Linked DNA regions of Mus musculus: region 2 is linked to region 1. Evidence: chromatin contacts called from public promoter capture Hi-C data. All regions are on one chromosome and are shown on one strand. The core of a region is the stretch at or near the end of the contact, and the rest is flanking DNA. Distances in the headings are between cores, read along the strand shown.

Region 1 (3,831 bases), core at 454-2,953:
ACACTGCCTTCTCTTCTCCTTTGATCTTGCCCCCCACACACACACACACCTCTAGCAGGAGTACCCACAGTACCAGAGTGTAGGGCATGTGTGGACAGGGATTCCAGCTTCAAGCATGAAACAAACCACTAGTGTCTGCAGCATGGAGACCACGTTTGTAGTTGCTTAAACAAGTCAGTAGCTTTTCTCCCTAACTCAGAATACCCAGCAGGCTTGTGTGGTGGCCCTGTCATCAAGGGACCCACACCTTATTTCCCACTGCTCTACATTTGCAGTTGTACTGTCCCTCTTGTCTTCTAAGACGGTAGGTCCAGCCTCACTCCCATGTGCACTGTCTAGTGACAGGAGGAAGGGAAGGCCACTGTAGGTGCTGCATCTCCTTCAACATCAACCTTAGCAGCCAGGAGCTGCTCGTGGTCTGCAGCTCTCACAAGAGGCCCAGGACTGTTGATTTGAGCCAAGTAGCAACATGCTCAGCTAAGACGTTCCCCGTCTACATGGTAGGGGATGGGCATGGAAGAGAGATGCATACTTCCCACTTCCATCCTCTAGTTCTGACATGCTCTAATACTGCAGAGGGCTAGCTGCATTCACACTGGCAGCTGGGGGCTCACATTTGAATGGTACTGAGCCCCTGGCCTTGGTTATTTAGAACCCTGCTCATCATTCCCAGACAGATTTTACCTCGCTTGCATCCATGTTGCTTTTATCATCGCAACTCACAGAGCCAAGTATACGAGAAAAGATGGATGAATTGTCTCTGTCCTCATAAATGAGAATATGGGCCAGATGGTAGTGACACACACATTTAATCCCAGTACTTGAGAGGCAGAGGCAGGTGGATATCTGTGAGTTTGAGGCCAGCTTGGTTTATAGAGCGAGTTCTAGGATAGCCAGGGCTACACAGAAATCCTGTCTCAAAATTAAAAAAATAAAATAAAATCAAGTGAATGTGGATCCGTGTGACATTTTAGCCCCATCCATTGCCTGAAATGTAAAGGCTTACTTAGAAGACAAGCACACACACCTTGCAATTACAATCACCATATCGTTAGAAGTGATGGGAAGAGAAGTGACTGGGTGACAGCACCTAGTAGAGGCTAAAGAATAAAGACATGCAGGAGGGATATGGCAGAGTGACACTGTGGAAAGACCCAAGAATGGGTAGAGTCCCAGGTCCTTTTAGAGTCACCCTGCCTATACCTACTTCATGTCTGTGGGAGTGTTGTCATGGCCTGTGCTAAGTCAGCCCATTAGTCTTAGGTTCCTAAGGCCTAGCCAGCTCCTTGGACCTCCTTTTCCACATGGCCTTTTGGACATCAGAACTCAGACGACTTTGGTCACACCCACCTTCTTCAGTTCTGGTGTTTGTTGGTCAGGAGTCTCATCGGCTCACCCACACCAGAAGCTTTTTAAGGATAGAGATTTTCAGGATAGAGAATATCTTGCATCAGCAAGGTAGCTGACAGGTTAGCACCTAGAGTGGCTTGCATCAGACTGTGACCTGGTTTCTGTAGCTCTCTTTGGTTGTGGAAAGGCAGGTGGATCTGGACCTCAGGGTGGTGGGCTTTCCTGTGCAGCCTCCCTTGTGAGCCATAATGAGCCTTGCAGGCTTAGGTCAGGTCACACTGGTACTTCAGTCCTGTCAGACCAGAAAGTAAGAGTCCTCAGTGTTATAAGCCTTTGCCACTAGGCCACCATGATGTAATTCCTCTGACCTCTCCAGCCAGGGAAATGATGGGGAGGCCTGTTTGATAGTCCACACTCTACTTTATACTTACAAAATGCACATAGAAATCATTGGCTCTGCACTCCCAGGGCTCAGGATGTGTCATGTGCAGTGTCGCCCTTAGGCTCTGCCTCTAGCCCTTCCTCGCCCTTCAGGAGTTATAAGTAAGAGACTGAGCCAAACATAAGTAGGCTTCTGGCCAAAAATTGGATTTGACTGAGAAACTAGCAGGAATATTTTTCTGGTGGCTCATCTCCTTCCTGTCTACCCTACCTACCAACCTAGAAGAGATCTAGGAATCCCCTGACCTTCCACCGTGGCTACAAGCAGTCCCAGCTTTCTTTAACAGGCCTGTCCATAAATCTCCCTTGTTTCTCATCTTTGAAGAAGCCGCTCTGTCAGGGAGTTCTTACTCAAGTGTGAGGGGAGGGAAAGGCCACTAGTTTCAGACTGCAAGTTCTTTTCACTCCATTTCACAATATCCATTTCCCAGAAACCACAGGTTTTTGTTTTGGGTTTGTTTGGTTTTTTTTTTTAAATGAGTACCCAGTAGGCAGGATGCCCAACGCACAGCCTGCTAGATTCAAGGCCAACCACCTGGAGAGAAAAGGAGTCGGTCACAGGGTTTGCCTGTGGTGGGGCTGCCTCTCACCACGGAAAATAGGGACTTAAACTCCCACTATTTGTAGTTTGCAGTGGTGGACTTAGTGGGTTGGGAGGCTTGAAGAGACAAGAATGATATTTGAAATTCAAGGCTTAGTTTAGGATATAACGTTCTGGTGAGCATCTTAGTTCCCTGCTAAGTCAACTACAGGAAAGATGAAAGGAGGCTAAAATGGAGCAGGTAAAAAGAGAAAGGAAGCCGAGAGACTCAGCTAAAGAATGGTCTTCATGATTTCTCTGTTTCTGTCAGTCTCCCCCCTGACCCCCAACCCTGACCCCCTGCCTCCAAACAGGTCCTTCTTTGTATTTCTAACTGTCTTAGAACCTGTGATGAGACCAGGCTGGCCTTGAACTCACAGACATCTGACTACCTCTGCCTCCCAAGTACTGGGATTAAAGGCGTGCACCACCATGGCCAGCCAGTCTTTCTGTCTCTTGAGGGGTTTGTGCATGTGATGACTAGAGTTTGATATTGACTGTCTTCCTCAATCATGCCCCACCTTATTTAAATAAAGATCCCAAATCAGTTATACTGGCTCACCTCAAGAAATCTCTTATCGTGTCTCCCAGCTCTGGGATTTCAGGTAAATGGCACTGTACCCAGATTTTTACCTGGGTCCCAGGGAGCCAGGCTATGTTCTCATGCTTGCATGTAGCACTTTACCAGTTGAACAGTATTCCCAGAGCCCACATGCTGGCTTACTTTCTTTCTTTTTTTTTTTTTTTTTTTTTTTTTTAAAGGATTTATTTATTATATGTAAGTACACTGTAGCTATCTTCAGACACTCCAGAAGAGGGCATCAGATCTTGTTACAGATGGTTGTGAGCCACCATGTGGTTGCTGGGATTTGAACTCCGGACCTTCGGAAGAGCAGTCGGGTGCTCTTACCCATTGAGCCATCTCACCAGCCCCACATGCTGGCTTTCCAACCTCTCTGATTGGAAGGAAGAAGACACAGCATAGAGAGTCTTCTCATGCGGTAGAAGGAATGTGCCAAGACCCTAAAAGGATGCCGTGGGTTTAGTGTGGTGGAGAGTCATACGGGATCAGGTCAGGAGCATCTTCTGCTACATAGGGAGGTTAAGGTCAGCCTTGTCTCAAAAACAATGGTAGGAGTGATCTTAAAAAAATAAATGTTCTACAAAGTGTGTGTGTGTGTGTGTGTGTGTGTGTGTGTGTGTGTGTGTGTGTGTGAAGTGTACATGGAGATGAGAAAGGGTATCAGATCCCTTGGACTCTAAGGTTAGGGGGTTGGTTTTTGTTATTGAGGATTGAATCTAGGGTCCCCTGTATCCTAGTCGACACCTCTACCGCTGAACTACATCCCAGGATTCCTTTTACTTTTTATTCCGAGACAAGTTCTCATTACAGTTGAACTCACTATGAAGCAGACAAGCTTTAAACCAGCAGTCCCTCTACCTCTGCTTCTTGAACATCT
Region 2 (3,831 bases), core at 780-3,279, 150 kb before region 1:
CCACAGCCTCCCAAATACCTGGCCAGCGCTCTCCTGACGGAGCCGTAGCCGCGGGATGACCCGTCCTCGTATACCTTAGACATGGTGTATTGTCTCCTATGAGTTAATCTGTATTCTCAAAGAAATAGCAAAGAGAGGACTGCATTGTGGGTGTAGTGAGTTCCCAGCACACTGTGTAGTCGCTGATTCAGTAGTGCTGGGTGGTCTGAGGAGCTGGGAAAGGAGGGCACTCAGAGCCAAGGGCTTGACTGTAGTTTACCAGCAGAGCTTTCTCCCAGGGCCAAAAAAACAGCTAATCCTCACAAGGCGTTCAGGACACCATTCACTGAAACTAATGATACTGATGGGACCCACGAATCAGATAGGAACAAGGAATCCAGTGACCAAACATGAGTGGCATTAACATGAGTGAATTGAGAACAACATTTCCTATGTAGTGCAAAGCTTAAAGGAATACGAGGGGAAGTGGTTGCTTTTTGATTATTTTGAAGTAAAAGTTACAGGAGAGAAAGACTTTCTGAATTCTCTTTCCCCTTCTACATCTCCTACATCTGCTTCCTACTTGCTATTTTATAAAAAAATTATAGTGAGTATATTTTCCTTGTAATTATTAAGCAGACCTGAATAGACATTGGTAAAGTAGATTACATCTAAGAATCTTTAGCTTACCTATTGAAGCTATTGGATATTATTGGCTTCTCTAGGCTTTTATATAAATAGTGAGATTTTAAATAGTGAAAACCATGTTAATTTTTAGGATCATTTTCCTTAGTAGAGACTAGTGATGGATAAGCTGGGAACAAACTTGTGTAGATTCTAAATAATCCAAAAAGGAAGCTTGAAATAGTTAACACTTTTGGATCTATATGATCATTGTGTTTGTTTTTTAAAACAAAGTGCTTGCATTTGTATTCTCCATTAAAAATAAACATTGAGTTAGATGCTTGTTCAGCCAAGTGGAGTCAGTTATCCAGTAGAAATCCTAAAAAGATTCAAATTATACCACCAGATTTTACTTTCCCATAAAGTGTTGTATTCACTAATCTATGTGAGGAACCTATACTTAATAACACCATAAGAAGCTGTAAATGAAAGCAGAAAGCTGACTCCTGCTCCGTTTAACTGGCAGCTCCTGTGGTTTGGATTCGCAGCACTGTTACGCCCTCATTCACACCCTGGATTTCCAAGCGTTTTCAAAAAGCTGAAATGGTGACTCAAGTTTGTCAACATGTGACAGGTTATTTTCCTTTATTTAAAATGTAAGCAACAGAAATTATTCTGGATGAAGCTCTCCACTTATTTTAGCAGCAGCAGATGCTCTCTGTGATCAGTACGTCTACTAAAGACCAGCGCTTTGTGCCTAGACCGCAAGCCTCACAACTTAGCTTTATGCCTTTCCAGGCGTACCAGTGAGCGAATAAGCCAACATATCAGTCTAGTCTGGCTTAGCTCAGCACTCTTTGATTTTTTCCAGTCTGTTTGATGTAGAGGCTTACTGAGATTTATCTACTGAGCTGTTCATAGTCTGTAGGGTCAGAGCCCTGGCTGCATTATATAAGATTCCACCAGTGACAGAGGACATGGGAAGTCTCTGTAGTGTGGATACTTTAGTTCCTTGTGTTGCTCCTTGTTTTGCTTTTGAAAAATTTGAAACTATTCTCAAACTTTTATTAATATTCAGTATTTTTTCATTTTCTAATTTTATACTGAAAGCCTTAAAACAGATGTGCTATAATTGGTTCAGTTTACTAAAGATTGTTTCAACATTTGGTAGAAACAGCTATGCAAATGTGAAAACTTTTCCAATTATTTGAAAGAGAAAATCAAAATAAAAGTATGCAGTGACCAGTTGCAGGTACTGGCTGTATGCAGAGGCGAATGTCCTCTTATTCTGCTATTTCTGGTTGCAATAACAGTAATGTACCCAGCGTTATAAAAAGCCTGCAGACTGTCTTCTCCTTATCTCATGTGTTCCCAGGCATTCCCAGTAGGATAAGTATTATTGCCCCATTCCAGATGGCAGTCTTGGGAGTTTCTGTGATTAATTTGCTACATGTTTCATATCTGCTGTGATGCAGAGCTGGTGTTAACTCCTAACCTAGTTATTTTTCCATTATATCAGAGCTTTTTTGTTGACTAATACACACCATTTCTAAAAGCAACAGAGTTTTGCTAGTGGTTTGATCGTGTCCTCTTTCCTGAGAGGTGGAATAAAATTGCTCAGGCTCCTGGAGATAAGAGCATTATGTCATACTGGAGGACTGATGACGTACATTCATCCCTGCTTCACTACCCTCACATAGCAAACAGGACAGACAGACGTCTGAGGCTTGTGGGATTGTGTTAGTATTGTCCACACAACCCTGAAAGAGTGCCTGGCATAGAGGAGATGCAGAGGGCATTTTGCTGTTGCTAGAAACATTTATTCAGTGGACTTGCTTTGCTTGCTGTGTGCAGAGTAATGTGCTGAGCATTTAAGTCTTTAGCTTTAAGAATCTCCGAGCTAAGGGCTGGAGAGATGGTTGATGAAAGCACTTGCTCTTCTTACGGAGCCTGGGCTTGGTCCCCATAAACACCTTGATGGCTCACTCCAGGTCTAGGCAATCCAACGCCCTGTTCAGGCCGTTGCAGGCACCAAACATGGATGTGTTACACATACATACTTCAGGCACAGTCACATATGCAAAAATAAAAAGACTCTCAGAGTCAACTAGAGTAGGTGCACTCCACATTGCAGGCCCCGACCTCAGAGCCTTTTGTAGGGAGGGGTTTGGAAGCAGGGTGTGATTGAAGATTATCCCGTAAAAGTCAGGGTGTGAGCTTGAGAAATATGTAGAAGTCAGGCAAGTAAAGAAAACTGTGGAGTAGTATCATTTATAGAGGTGTTGAGGATGGTTGTGTGATAATTTGCCTGCCTGCCTTCCTTTCCTATCTCTATTTCACTCTTTCCCTCCCTCCCTCTCACCTGCCTTTCCTTTCTCCCTCCATCCCCACCCCCAGCCCCCAGGAATTTATGAGTCTCCGGCTACCCTCTCGCTCACTATGTAGTTAAGATGACATTGACCTTCCGCTCCTCCCTCCTCTACCACTGGTTACAGGTGTAAGTTACCACACCCAGCTTGTTGGCTCTGGGAATGACTATGCTTGCTAGGCAGGCGGTGTAGCAGCTGAACATCCCTAGCCTCCTGAGTTCACTTTTGACCCAAGACTTGAGACGCTAGAGGGAGAGCCAATGGAGCATGTCCGCTTGGCAGTTATATACACAGGGTCTGGAGCCCAGGAGTAAGGTCTGCCTAGACAAAGGAGTCTTCCACGTGTAGCTGGTATTTTATGTCTCAGTGAGTAGGCACACCAAACGGCTGAGAATGCCATCCAGGAAGCATCGCTGGTTAAATGATTTATGTGGTAAAATCTCTCAACAGAGATAGACTGTTCTAGTATCAGATTTGGAGACAGGACATGTGTGCTTGTGTATCTTAAAATCAGTGAGTATTTTGTTGCTTGGATTCCCCCGTGGAGGAAATGTGTTCCTGGGCTGTTCATCCCAAGACTCCCCACCCTCACAAGGCGCTTTAGGGAGCCTGCTGGTTCTTTGCCCAGCCATTGGAACTTAGTGGGGGAAGGCTGAACTCTTTTTGCTTTGTTATGGTTTTGAGTCCTTAAATGTAATTGGAGAAATAATGACAGTATCCTTGGGATTAAACAAGTCCAATGGATTTTAATTTTCTTGACAAACTGTAATTAAGAAATTGTTTGGGGAGATTTGCTCTCTGAGTAGGATTAGCTCACCTATGTTTTTCATTTGGAAAAAAGTAGGTCTTGCGTTAGAAA

The links. Capture Hi-C pulls out chosen DNA fragments and counts their contacts.
Region 2: a promoter capture Hi-C map of adipose tissue shows a contact between it and region 1. The contact joins two enhancer-like sites. A contact is called at or near these places in 43 of 484 Hi-C or Micro-C datasets (3T3-L1-derived adipocytes, the 63-12 cell line, the AML12 cell line and 25 more), 8 of 115 datasets of contacts at active chromatin or transcription factors (CD8 T cells, the HPC-7 cell line, embryonic stem cells and 4 more) and 4 of 9 other capture datasets (adipose tissue, embryonic stem cells, liver and 1 more).

The regions. Positions count from the first base shown.
Region 1 is chr17:84,213,808-84,217,638 of GRCm38.p6, reverse strand. The region is part of intron 36 of Thada (thyroid adenoma associated); the gene reads left to right. It overlaps Gm36279 (a long non-coding RNA gene), which reads right to left. Exons shown (of 4, transcript XR_385852.4): 4 at 1-1,642. Among named protein-coding and RNA genes, the nearest start is that of Gm36279, 24 kb to the right of the region's middle. Within about 2 kb of position 1,703, at least 56 of the 459 cell types and tissues checked have an H3K27ac peak or open chromatin away from gene starts, as enhancers often do. A contact at or near this core is called in adipose tissue, where this site is marked.
Region 2 is chr17:84,368,154-84,371,984 of GRCm38.p6, reverse strand. The region is part of intron 26 of Thada (thyroid adenoma associated); the gene reads left to right. Among named protein-coding and RNA genes, the nearest start is that of Gm24722, 21 kb to the left of the region's middle. Within about 2 kb of position 2,029, at least 48 of the 459 cell types and tissues checked have an H3K27ac peak or open chromatin away from gene starts, as enhancers often do. A contact at or near this core is called in adipose tissue, where this site is marked.